Linked DNA regions of Rattus norvegicus: region 2 is linked to region 1. Evidence: chromatin contacts called from public Hi-C data. All regions are on one chromosome and are shown on one strand. The core of a region is the stretch at or near the end of the contact, and the rest is flanking DNA. Distances in the headings are between cores, read along the strand shown.

The links. Hi-C and Micro-C count contacts between places; a contact is called where the count stands out from the background.
Region 2: a Hi-C map of Schwann cells shows a contact between it and region 1, with 3 times the contacts expected there. The contact joins the promoter of Sem1 here to the enhancer-like site in region 1.

The regions. Positions count from the first base shown.
Region 1 is chr4:35,107,135-35,114,131 of GRCr8, reverse strand. It overlaps Dync1i1 (dynein cytoplasmic 1 intermediate chain 1), which reads right to left. Exons shown (of 17, transcript NM_019234.2): 15 at 3,130-3,270. Among named protein-coding and RNA genes, the nearest start is that of Rpl31l14, 160 kb to the left of the region's middle. Within about 2 kb of position 3,276, at least 7 of the 93 cell types and tissues checked have an H3K27ac peak or open chromatin away from gene starts, as enhancers often do. A contact at or near this core is called in Schwann cells, where this site is marked.
Region 2 is chr4:35,654,185-35,661,181 of GRCr8, reverse strand. It overlaps Sem1 (SEM1 26S proteasome subunit), which reads left to right and starts at 2,720. Exons shown (of 3, transcript NM_001126090.1): 1 at 2,720-2,922. The coding sequence starts at 2,847. It also overlaps the pseudogene LOC120102776.

The DNA.
Region 1 (6,997 bases), core at 2,027-4,526:
TGCGAATTTATAATTGTTTAGAGCTCCCCAGCCTTCTAGAGAATGTTGATTTGGAAATGACAGCACACCATTAAGAAACAAAATGGTACACGTTGAAGGAAGATGGGAAGAAAGACGGAAGATGGCCATTGAGAGCATCTCCTGCCACTCTGAGAGACCTGTGCTCAATAAGTATGTCTCACCAACAGGGAAACATGACATGTGCTGCAACATAGCACCCGTAGCATTCAGCTAGTCACAGGGTTGAAACCATCTGTTTATGGGAAACTATTGAGCCAATCTCTATCTTTAAAATAGCAATAAAAACTCCATCATACGTAAGAATCTATGTTTAAACTTCATCTTGAAATCAATAGAAATTCTTTTCACCTGCTTAAATCATTGCATGCCAATTGTGAACAAAAACATAAAATGAAATTCCCTGGCTCATTTTTAAAAAAAAATACCCAATTTCTACAATGAAGGTCCCTGCTGAGCAGACTGGAGTCTGAACTTTTAACCAAACCTTGCAAAGAATAAAAACAATGTGAATTTAGATAGACTATAATTCTGTCAATATACTTTATTATTGCTGTGCTGGCCTAAAAACAGATCCATGATTCAGCTGCCGAAACTTCGAAGTTCATTTTTAACACTGTCTTAGAAATATCGTAAAGGATTTTTACCTTGAATAATCTAAAAGCTGAATAAAATATTTAATCTTCATAGGACAGATCTAAAAAAATTAATTTAAAAGACCCCGACGTCATGTAGATAAAACAAGGTCTAATGTGCTTCTAAAGAAATTAGTTTACTTCAAATGTAAGTAATGTAGCAAACTGAAGTCAGTTTAAAAAGATTATCCAGCTTCCTTTCCATAGCTGTTATAAGAAATAAAATATAAAAAATAAAATATGATGCCACAGCCTATGGTATATGCTAAAAATTAATGAGTACATAAAGGAAAATATATCTATTAATTTAAGTGGTTTTTGAAGTTCAAATGTGAAAATCTGTATTAAAATAATCTGCATGCTCTTTTCATGTGTCTTACTTCCAACTTTGATTTCATAAGTATTCTCATGTTTTTATGGCACAGTCATTTTAATTGCAAATACAAGATGTATATAGCATAAATTACTAAGAAGAGTCGGTCCCATCAAGGGTAAATAGTCGGTTTCTTTTGCAGAGGAGTGGGGGTGGTTGGGTGGGGACAACTTGGTTTAAAAGTATAATAATTTGAAGAACAACAAAGCAGATAGGGAACATAGGCTCCCTCAGTCTTTTAAAATCTATTTCCTAATCTGACTTAAACCTGAAAAAAAAAAAAAAGAAAGAAAGGGTTTGAAATTGTGAGGTCCTGGAAGTGAGGCTGCCTTGGTGTGCTTTTACCATGGCCGTGAAGCCAGAGCGCTTATCATAAATCTTAACTCTAAGCATGACCGGCCGTGAAGTTTTAAATGTTAACTATAAAACTACTCTGAGTTTCTCTCTTTGATACCTATAGAGAGTGAAGGCAATGTCAAGATATCACTTTGAGGGAGGGAGGGGGAGAGAGAAAGAAAGAGAGAGAGAGAGAGAGAGAGAGAGAGAGAGAGAGAGAGAGAGAGAGAGAGAGAGAGAGAGGTTATTAAGGAGGTGAGGACCACTACATCCCTTCCTATGCACCAGAGCTGGGTGTCATGAAAACATCACCTCGGCTTGGCCGGCTTTCTCATATAGCACGCTCCCGAGTCAATCTGGAAAGCGTTTTTGTTTTTTTGGTTGCTTAGAGTGAGTTTCTTCTGGCAAATAGAAGCAGTATGATTTTAATCAACGGTGATGAAAGACTTTGGGAAACCATTACAACGTAAGGTAATAGCATCTCACTATTAAACGCAATGATGTTATAAACATTTCAGCATCCCAAACGATGGGCATCTCACTCCTGCCCTCTGAGGATTTTCAAAGATACCTTCATTATGTAACTTTCTTTCCCCCACAGTCCTTGGAGGTAAAAGAAAAAAAAATGGCTGTGATGGAAATACATTTGCCTGGTGATAGCTACAGAAATATGTGCCATTAAAAGCACCCAGGCACAACACCACCTGAAGGAAATTTCCCTGTCCCCTCCCACAAAAAAAAAAACAAAAAAAACCCTAGTCTCCTGTTCTCCTCTATGTCCTCCAGCCTTAGGATCCTTAATTAAAAAGGCTGAATGACTTCCTGTCCCAAGCTCTTCAAAAGACTGGCTTTGCTTGACAGGTACCTTGTATCATGCACTCTTTACCTGCATATCTGTACCCAAACCAAAAACCAAGAAGTGATGCAGAGGCCATTTTTAGGACACATAATATTCATGAAACATGTTCCCTGTCAACAACACCAATCCTAAGGCTCTGAATTAGACCCTCAGTACTTCCCAGGGATTGAAAGAAAAGAAGCAAAGCAAATAAAATACACTTTAAAAGTAATCATTTTGTTATCAACTTTTTTCTTTTAAAGAAATAGGCATCTTTCACTCGTGAATGACTTTAAATGTGACATGTTAAAAATCCCATTTTAAAAACTGAGTTTTGCATACATGTTTCAACTTAGACACTACTGCCTTTGAGTTCAATATCGCAGACAAGGAATATTTCCTTAGCAAAAATCAAATGGATGGCAGATCTAAACAGAAAGTCGTGTAGAGAATCATATTTTATGGAGTCAAAACAGAAATGGTACGAATAGCCAGCGTCGACAGGGTAACCTCATTTCAATAATCCAATCTAAAAAAGACGGCACCCAGAAAATCTTACTTTTCCAAGTCTGCCAATAAAGCTATTTCAACGCTATGTGTCCTTCCCCTCAGGGAAAAGTGTGAACACAATTTGTGCTCTTGGGGGCGTGGGTGGGGTGGGGAAGGTGTGTGTGAACCAGAGTCAGTAACTGTCTAAGATCTGCTACAGTTTAGGAATGAAGTGAAATGGAGTTTTGGCCAATACATCTGCTAGTTCCCTTCCAAGTAGTTAAGAATTGGGGGCTGGGGGTGGGGGCGATGGACGCTGCCCAGAGGCTGTTGGAGGGTCTGTCCACAAAAGGCAGGTCTTTTTTTCCCCAGGAAGAATCAGACTGCAGAGTGGCCCGGGTGCCCCCTCCCAGCCCTGGGCCCGGGAGCCTGCTGCTCACCTCGGTGTCACTGTTGAGGTTCCAGAGGTCCAAGCGCCCCATCCCGTCCACGCAGGCAAAGAGCGCGGGATGCACGGGGGACCACATGACATCGTACACATAGTCTGCATTGTCTTCAAAGGAGTAGAGCGGCTTGTTGTGCTGTAAAGCAGAGAGACCGTGAAGACTTAGTGGCGCTGCCGCCGCCTCGGGCTGTCTAGAGAGCCTAATTAAAAACTTTGCACATTCACCAAGTGTCATAAAACTTCCCGAGATGAAAGTCCTCGAGAAGGTGAACCGGAGCTTTAATGTGACTACAACTGTCCAGTGGCATAAATAAATCCCCGGGGGTGGGGGTGACTCTGAATGGGCCGGGGCCGGGACCCGCGGAGCGAGGCGGTTTCAGACACAGTTGTAAGCGACATTCCAGACAGGTGGACGCGACTGCCATTAGCTCGGAATTCTTGCCAGGCCAAGCTGTGCAGGTCGCTGGGAGCCTGAACCCAGGAGTGGGCTGAGGGGCTTGGACCCGCTGGGATGCTCCGAAGCCCGGGCGGTCCCTGGCAACCCTGACTCTGCACCGAAGGCAACGTCTGCCACCTCGTGGTCCTCCCTTGTCGCTGCAGCAACGGTGGCTTCTTCTAGTCAAACTGCAGGCCAAATTCATATTTTAACTCTTTCTTTGCGGCGAAGGAAACGGGACAAATACCTTTAAAGTCGGGTCTCAGCTCTTACAAGAAAGTGGAAATCTATCTAGTTAAGACCGTAGCCTCCATATTATGGGGTGGGGTTAGTTCGCCCGAACCAAGTGGAGCAATGTAGCTCATTCTAGAACCTCTGAACTTACACATAAAATATGACATCCTTTCTAAATCACCAAGGATTTCCAAGACCCCTAAAGTTGATGTTCTGAGGGGAAACACTGAACATTCTTCCACTGCATACAAATGCCTCCACTCCAGAGGGATATAATAAATTAAAATGGCACACTTGATTTCCAGCGAATATTGTCACATCAAAATAGCACAGAAGTCAGAGGCAAGTTTGAAAGTACACCAGAAATAAAACGTAATTGGACTTTATGAATTATTCATTCCATCTGGCTTGTCTTATTCTAATTTCTGCATAATGGCTTTACTAATCCCTGATCAATTAATGTAAAATGAAATTTAAATGATAATGAAAGCCCCAGAGATAAAAGAAATTAACTATTCTTATATCCTCTGACAGAAATCTAAACAATGGGAATTTTTGTCTTCTTCCTCTAGTCAGCTGTCTGAACTCTCTTCTCCGGCTCTGTGGAATGCCGACACAGGCCAGGGTGGTAAGATCAAGAAAAGATAACATACAATATAACAATCAAATCCTTTCTGCCTTGGATATTCAGAGAACACATCTGTAGGGAATCGGCTCCAAATATCAGCAAGAACTGCCAATGTGTGGGGCTTGTGAATGAGAGATGCCCAAAGTACATGCGCTGAAATGGGAATGAGGAAAATCACTGTAAACCCACAGGTCTTTAACTGAAACAGAGTGCAACGACTTATTATGGGAGTCACTATAATTGACTTATTCCCATTATTTGCATTTCCTGGACATTTAAAAGTCCCTGGTTTGATGCAAACGAAGTTTAGTTACATTAACACAACACAGATGGTAGATGGACCAATGGGTGTGAATGTGTATATGAGTGTGTGAGTGTGTGTGTGTGTGTGTGTGTGTGTGTGTGTGTGTGAGATAGATGTGTCATATTTTAACCTCAAAAGTATCTGTGAGAGTGTAATTTGAAAAGGAATACTTGTCATTGAAACACCAAAAAGGAACAAACTAGACATTTGTCTTATAGTGGTATGATATTATTATTCTATAATCTTATACAAATAATTTTTAAATATGTCTGTAATATGATTAGAAACCAGAATTTTTGTTTATTGGCTACTGCTTATGCCTTCTTCTCATTGTTTATGTTAGATAACTCAAATTTTTACTAGAAAACCCAAGTAGCAAATTATTATCTGATAGCATGATTGTGTATCATTTTCCTGGTTTATTAAAAAGAAAGTATGAAGTAGCAGATCCTTCTCTGACCATTGTGTATATTACAATCTTACTCTTTGTAAAAAAGTTATCACCGGAGACTCTAGATTTCATAGCTAACTAGCCAGTAATAGTTAGAGAACATAACACACTTCTTATAGAGCCAATAGCAGCTAAAGACATATGTATTTTAAAGAGTGGACTCTTAATATCCTCTCTCATCCGGTCAGTCAATAGTTCATCCAAGCACACAGAACTGTAGATATGGATACGCATGCAAACATACAATAAACACACAACACACCAACCATTACTGTTTTGATCAATTACAACCCCATCCAGCTTCAAACGGCCACTCTCCGAGGAGCTCTCTACACCAACACACACTAATCCCCTTAAAAATTATCCTGTTAATCTTTATGATACTCTTCTTTCGGTCATTTTGATGTTTTCTTTACTGACAAATTCAGCAAAAATTACACTATATCCTGGAGACACCACCTTTAAAACATCTGGAAATAACTCTCCTTCCTCATGTTCCTGCAGCTCAGGTTTTTTCCTGGTCACCATATTGATTGACATACTCTTCTTCTCTTGTCTTTCTGAAGCCTCCTCATCACCCTTCCCCTCCAAGGCTGAACCTTCTATTACAAAAGTCACCGTGAAAGCAATGCTTGGTGTTTGCTTGGGAAAAGGGAGGGGCTTTACATTTCAAAGGCTCTATTCAACCTTGAGAAATTGATAGGTTGGGAAACTTACTGAACTTATTACTGTATGCTCTGGGCTCCTACTTACCGACCACTATGTCCTGTGTCCCCCAGAGGCATAAAATACCGTTACAGGCAAATGCCCCTTGTACGACAGAACTATTTGAATAGCAATTACACTTTGTTCAATAAAGTTTTTTTTATCATTCTATATCATTTTGTCTTCACCAATCACATTATTAAAGATCTGCCTCAAATGCTTGACATTTTAAAAATGTATGATAATACTCATATCATGAAACATTAACATTTTCCCAAAAAAACTTGAAAGCCTTTGGTCTCAAGAACACAGCTTTGGAGTTTGTGCAACAGATGCTTCAGAGCTTACGAATTCATTATAGTAAGACATTAGTAGGACATGACTATTGATTTAAGAATACCACGTATTTTCAAAAGACAGTATGGGAACAAACGCTGTCAATGGTTTTGAGGAGGAATTTCACAATATCCTTTGTGTATATCAAAGCCACAGAGGCGTCATGATTTAAAACATTTACTCTAGGAAAATACCCGAGGTCGATCAGTTAACTAAATATTGCTCCAAAGCATATTGCTGTGGAAAGCGGTTTTTTTTTTTGCAAAGCAGTCAAATGTCACTGGACAACACCCCCTTCACCTGTATGTTTTCTTTTCAAATGCTATGCTTAGCATCAGCAATGTGTCAAAAAAGGAAAAGAAAAACGTCACCATTCACAACCTGTGCATGGGTGGCACGCCACTGAAATAAAAACCTCGACCCTTGGCTTCATCAGGCCTCCACGTCTGCCATTCTGATAATGTGCGTGAAGCTACGCAGCCCAGCTTGCTTTTCATTCACCGACTTCCAAACAAAGCAGAGTGGTCGGCCTGCACAGACTTCTGTGAACTGCAGGAAAGAAGGCTTGCTGTGGACCAGGCTCTGTACACACTTTGTCTAACTTAATCCGCATAAAATTTCTGTAAGGTAGATGGTGTTTACAGAAAATTATAGCTCAGAGAAGTTAGCAACCCATAAGGCCACAGAGATTGAAGAGAAGGGGAGGTAGCTTTTGGTCTCAGGGTTTCTAGCTGTTAGGCACATTCTGTGTTTGCAGCACTCTAGGGTC
Region 2 (6,997 bases), core at 1,471-3,970, 550 kb before region 1:
AACGGTGTCATAAGATATGTACCCAGGGTTCAAGAGTGGTGCAAATGTTATGGAGTAACCAACTTATTTCTGATTGGATTGAAGCCTGCTCACAGGGGAAAACACATACTTGACATTGCTGATCTAGCTAAGAATCCTAAACTGGGACAGCAAATCCCTGGCCATAGAAACTGGTTCAAGTGTCAGAGGGGATGCTCATCCACAAATGGGGCATCTATGTCACACCTCCTCCCCACGGTTCAGACACTATTACGGAAAAGATGAGCAAATTGGAAGATCCAGAGGTCACAGAGGACTATAGCCAAACAGCGTCTTCTGAACGTGACGGGATTGCTGTACTTACTGAACTCATTAGAGCGGTGTTTGCCTGCACAAGACCCTCACGAAAACCAGTCCGTCAGCATCAGCTGGAGGTGGAAGCATTTCAGACTGAGAAAGTATGGGCAGCTGATAGCTCCCGGGGCAGGGAAACTCAGTTTTCTTTGAGGGTTTGGCTTCTTCATAATTAACAATGTATGGCTCTACATCCAGAAGAATTCAGACAGTGCAAACTGAAGGCGGTGAGTTGTTAAAATGCAAAAGAGGACACAAAGTTGGGAAGATGAGGTGAAAAAGACTTTTAAAAATGCATTGTATGAAATTCTCAAAGTATTAATATTTTTTTTAAATTTTAATTGTAAACGCCCAAATATAAAACATTTTTATAGGGGGTTGGGGATTTAACTCAGTGGTAGAGCACTTGCCTAGCAAGCGCAAGGCCCTGGGTTCGGTCCCCAGCTCTGAAAAAAAAAAAAAGAAAAGAAAAGAAAAAAAAACATTTTTATAAGGCAGATCTCGCGTCCTGTTGTTGCCCTAATAGGAATAAAATTTCCATACAGTTTAGGGTTGGCTTCAAAGATCCAGAGTCCACTTGAATAGAAGAGTCCATTTTTCTTAAGGCATTCAGGTTCTACTTCAGGGTGAGTTAATCTTTAAAGATCTAGAAAGAATGAACACTTGACCAGGGAACTGTGTCTGTGATGATTAGTTTGAATGGTCAATTGGGTGTGATATAGAATCACCTGGGGAGAATGTCACAATGAGAGGTAATTGCTATTGGGTTATTCTATGATCATATCTATGAGTCTCTGTCTTGATTACATTGAGATGGAAAGACCTGCCCACTGTGGGCTGGCCATTCCCTAGGCAAAGGATCCTGGACAATGCTGAACACAAATAGCAACCACATATTAGTTCTCTGCTCTTGACTGTGGATGTGAAAGTGGCTTCAAGTTTCTTCCTTGATGTTCCTGCAATGATGGGGTGCAATCTAGAATTGCAAGCCAAATGAAGCTTTTCTCTCTGAAGCTGCTTTTTTTTTTGGGGGGGGGGGCGGATATCTTATCATAGCAACGGAAATGAAATAGGAAAGAGTGTTTGTATAAAATAAAATATTTTCTACAAAAGATGTTTCACTTTCTACTTTATGATGTATCTTTTTATAAAACACACCTTATTCATATTTATATCTATAAATCACATATGACTGGTGCAAACATTTTTCCCATTTCTTTTTTAATTCTCTGTCACCGGGTAGTGAGCCACTGGGGATATATTTCTAGCCCTCTGTTTACTTTTAGTTTGGGGACACAGTTTCACTAAGTTGTCCAGGCTGATTTTAAACTCATATTGTACCCAAGGATTCCTTCTGCTCCAGTCTCCTGAGTAGTAGGGATTACGGACTTGCTTCAGTTTTCATATTATCTAATAACGTTATATTTGCATCTATAACTATGCATGTTATATGTATAATCTTGATTGTGGTGCTGCAAATAAACAAATTATACTAAAGAGAAATTAAGCTTTGCGCAGTGGCAGTATCGTAGCCTATGAGGTTTATCCGAGGCGCGATTATTGCTAATTGAAAACTTTTCCCTAAAGAGAAATTAAGTACCTCATCTAAGACTCCTTTAGATGCAATAGAGCATAGTTTGTAAGCTCCACAAATACATGTTACTATGTGGTTAATTTAGGAACTAGTGGGGTTGGGGATTTAGCTCAGTGGTAGAGCGCTTGCCTAGCAAGTACAGGCCCTGGGTTCAGTCCTCAGTTCTGGAAAAGAAAAAAGAAAAAGAAAAAGACAAAAAAAATTAGGCACTAGCTTTTCTTATATCTGTCATTGTCTTGTTTTTTCCATGTGCCACAATTAAAACAAAGAAAAAGAAACCAAAATTATATCTTTTGAACAACAATACAACGTTACATTATTTCTTTTTCATTTAATTTTTACATCAACCTGTCAACTAGTTAGAACACAGAGACCCTACCACACACAATTCTAAGGCCAAGGGGCACAGCACAATGGAAACGTTGGAACACAGTCAGGATTGTCTAGTATTGAGTGACTTCGCCTGCCTTTGGTCCTGAGTTTCCTGTGATGTGGAAATATTTAACTGTGTGCTCAAGGAATAGGTTTGAGTAGTGAAATAATGTATGTTGTGGGGCCTGGCTCTTAGCTGATGTTACTTTATCTTTTTAGATTTCCGTTCATGATTGTAAGCTAAGTATTGTTCTTTACTAATTTTACACATTGTAAATCTTTCACACGTAGACAAGTACATGAATAATAAAACGAACGAACACTATAAAACAAAACAGTTCGCTGGTTCAAGACAGGAGGACCGGCTACACCCGCAGGAAGCTCTGGGAGGACCTTCGGTGTCCCAGCATTCCTCGCGCTGCCCTGTAGCTCTTCCCCTCTAGTCTCTATGGTTGCGCCGGCGTTGGTAGTATCGGCGCCTCACTAGTACTGAGGCTTCCAACTTTGTGGTCGATCTCTGAGCGTTGTTGGGGCTTGGCGCTGCGCTATGTCCGAGAAGAAGCAGCCTGTCGACTTGGGTCTCCTGGAAGAGGACGACGAGTTCGAGGAGTTTCCCGCGGAAGGTAACCGCCAGGCCGCGCGCTGGGACCGGGGCCTACGGTGGGGCGGCGTCGGGCCTGCTCTCTGAGTCTGCGGGGATGAGCTGTGCCCAGCCGCGCGGATCCCGGCACGGCCTCCGGGTGTCCAGGCTTCGGGTTCGGAGTCCCGGTAGCCGTCGCTTCAAGGCGCGGCCCAGTGTTTTGTTCCTTGTCGCTGGGAGGAACCAGGTGAAGCTGGGCCCTCGTTGCCGCGAGGTTGGGCCTTTAAACTCCAGCCCTAGACTCTAAGCATCTACACAATCTCTTGCTTTCCTTGGGTTTCACAGCCTCCCCTTGGTATTAAACTTCAGAATCCCACTGTTGCCCCAGACAGACAGTGCTGTCTACTCTTAGGACAGCGCGAATGAGCCCTCTGAAGTATGATGGTAGAGTCCTGTGTGGTATACTTATTACAAATTTTGCCTCAATTTCTCTTCCTCTCCATTTACGGTCACTTGAATTAACCCAAGCTTTATAAAACTCTTAAACATCTGCATTCTAAACTAACTTCAATACTAGGGATGCTTTAATTGTCTCATTGTAGATAATATATATAGCTAATGTTGAAGAGTTTGCTCTATGATCTTGGGAATGTAAGTGCTTCACTTGTATCGCCACAATCCATTTCCACAAATATAAGAAGTAGATACTAATGTGTTTACCATTATTCACATAAGGAAACGGAAGTTTGGAACAGTTGAAAAACAGGCCCAGTGTCAACTGGAATTGATAAAACTGAGATGACTTAGTTTACACCAAAGTCCTTAAGTTTAACAGTTACCTTCTGTTTGCTAGCTGGGCCCCTTTGGCCATGTTTTAAATTGATTACTTTATTGACTAATTGTTTTCAGTAGAATTCCCAAATATTTACCCCCTTTTTAAAAAGCGAGTTATACTGTTGCCTTTCTGAAGGTGGTAGGAAGAGAATTGTGGGTAGTCGTGGGCACATATGGCATCAAGCAATTATCACTTGGCAAAAATTGTACTTAGTTACCCCACCTTGGTCTCAGGGTGCATAGAATCACATCCCAGGAACATTTAGTCTGTTGCGGATAATGCAATGTTTTAATATTAGTGAAAGAGAACATTAGTATATATATATATTATGCAACCTCAAAAACCAATTTAGAAGATATATTTCCTCCCAGTTAGGAGTCTATAATATATTATGGGATAGTTTACCTTTTGTTTAGGTAATGAATTTATCTGTCCAGTCTGATGTTTTCAGGCCCATTAATAATCTAAATAGAGCTTTGTGGTAAAATTGGCTAAGTGAGGGAAGGTTAGATTCTTAGTCTAACTACTTATTTCAGATGCTCTTTATTATTATATACAAGTTACACAGTTAAGACACTTGCTTTGCATTGAATAGAGTTCAACATCCAATCTTGAAGCAGTAGAGTTCACATAAATAAAACAAACCATGACTCTTGCCGTTAAGTGGCCAACTCAGAATCTAAGAGGCCTTCCTGACCAATGCACCCACCCAGATTCTAACCCTTACCTTTAGTGCAAGTATTTATTTAAAATAACTAGATGGCAAAAGAATTTAGAAGTAACTGTCAGCTTGACAGTGTACTAGATTTTTTTCAGCACTTTTTGTCAACTTTAGTGTAGTGTCTGTCCTTCAAAGCCTGTATTTTGAGTAGTAGTCTCTTTAGTGTTGACAGTTGTATTGTGTTTAAACATTCTATTGAAGTTAAGGAAAAATATTCTAAAGACAAAAGAATGCACAGGAGACAGTGTAAATGCAGTGTCATTTATTGATCTTCCAAATTTGTTGTCTCTGTGAGAATGTAGAGTCTAGTTTGTTGAGGAATCTTTACATTTAAATGAGAAGTAACATTTGAAATAATTTGTTATGCACATGTATGTTTCTTCTGGTTAACAGTTACATAGCCTTAATTTAAATTAGGGAGATTTTTGATATATAATTAATTCGGTGAAATTACTAAGTATTTACAAATTAAAAACTGATTACAAACTAAAGGAAAGAAAACCTAAAAAGAAAACAAAAACAAAAAAACTGAGGAACTTTCTTTGTTTGAGACTAACCATGTTCTTTCAAATTTTTGGTTTTGTCATGCTATAGATCTACTGTTGCTGATGAAATACGGTTTCATGGACCAGCAGTCTTGGCATTTGCATTGTTTGAGGGGATGTTAGAAACACTTCTTAAAATTTGCATCTTTCAGTATTTGAGTTTTCTATTAAGTTTTTTGTACCCTTATTTTACTTTCAAGTGCTTTTCCTTTGGAAAACCCATTCCTTTTTGGTTTGTTTGTTTTGTTTTGTTTTGTTTTTTTTGTTTTTTCTTGTGATGGCCCTTTATGAAAAATATACCACTGATAAACGCATTTATAGAATAAATGAAACATTTTCTTGTTAAGCCAATCTGGAGCTGTCTCTGCCATTATAGGATGTCTTACTCCAGGGGTTTTGTTACTTGAGAGCGCTCCATAGTGAGCAGACTACTCTCTGGGTTGTGTGCAAACTGTACACTGTAGAGCTTGTCACAGGCAAGTCATTGAATTGTTTTCACAGTGTCGATTGGGAGTGTTGTTGCTCCAACTCCTCCCACATAAGAACCTGCTAGATGGGCTCTCAATTTGGTGATCTTAAAGAAAGATAAATTTTATTTTAAAAAGAGACCTTTAGTTAATGTTTGTGTGGAGACTTCATTGCTTCATTGAATGGCTCTTCTTCAGTGTGAAGCGTAACATCTGGAATGAGTCTCTGAAGGTACAAAGGAACAAATGTTCCATTTATCCCCCTAGTTCCCTTGTTTAGTCTGAATCTGTTACATTGGCAATTCCTTAAAATTATTCTAATTGGTGGGTATGTACTATAATGGTCATTCAGACGGAACTGTTACAAAATCATGTTAAGAATCTTTGTGTAATGTATATGTATTCTGCACAATTTCTAGTTGTTTATGCTGAGTGAGAATAGGCTTTCTAAAGAAGCCATTCAAATCCACAGTTCTGGTATGGCTGGTTTTAATATATTTCTGGAGGCCTTCAGAAAGAGTGTTAGACCCAGGTAACAACGTTGTGAGAACATTTCAAATGTTATCCATGCAGTTAGGTTAGTGGTTACAGAGTGGGTTATAAAATTGAAGTTGTTGTATAATTGAAACTTGAAACTACTTTCTTCTTGTCAGATAGATATTGAAAGGATTTTAAAGTATCGCTGATTTCTTTTCACTGACATGTAGAAGTGGATGATAAAAGCAGGAAGACACAGTGGTTGTCTAGTGTTTTATTTATTTGCTTTCTCATTTTCCAGAGCTAAGATGTTTGGTTTATATTGTCTTGCTTTTTTAGAATATTTTGAGTGAAATTGGGATCAGGATTTGCAAGAGTTCTGCTATGTTAACTATTGTATAATTTTTCTGTAACCAATAAAACTCATATATATGAGTTCACCCTGTCCCATTAAATTCCCTGATACATTTGAGAATGTTGAGAATCTGTTGAGTCAGACAGCGGGTTGATCATTTCCTGAAGCTTCTCCTGGGTAACTAAGGCCTTCTCATTGGAATCTGACAAAGTAGGCCATCTTGTAGAGGTCTAAACATCTGGTGAGTGCTTTAGTTTATCACAGTCACATGACTCATAGAGGTAATAATGGCCATTTTGTGAGTGGTAGCCAAGGAATTTAAATGTGTAGTTAGGGTTTTATTACTTCGAAGAGACATTATGACAGTGGCAACTCTTTTAAGGAGTTAATTGGGGCTAGCTTACAGTTCAGACTTTAGTCCATTATTGTCATGAGGGGAAGCATGGATGGTATACAGGCAGACATGGTACAAGAGAGGTAGCTGAGAGTTCTACATCTGGATCCATAGCAGGCAGAAGGAGGAGACTGAGTAGTCACTAGGCCTGACTTGAGCTTCTGAAGCCTTAAAGTCTACTTCCAGTGACAAATGTCCTCCAACAAAGACACACCTCCTAATGATGCCCCTTCCTGTGAGCTATGGAGGCCATTTTCATTCAAACCACTACCCATGTCCTATACACAGATGTTGTAAGGAAGATTTGTTATGAGAATACCATTA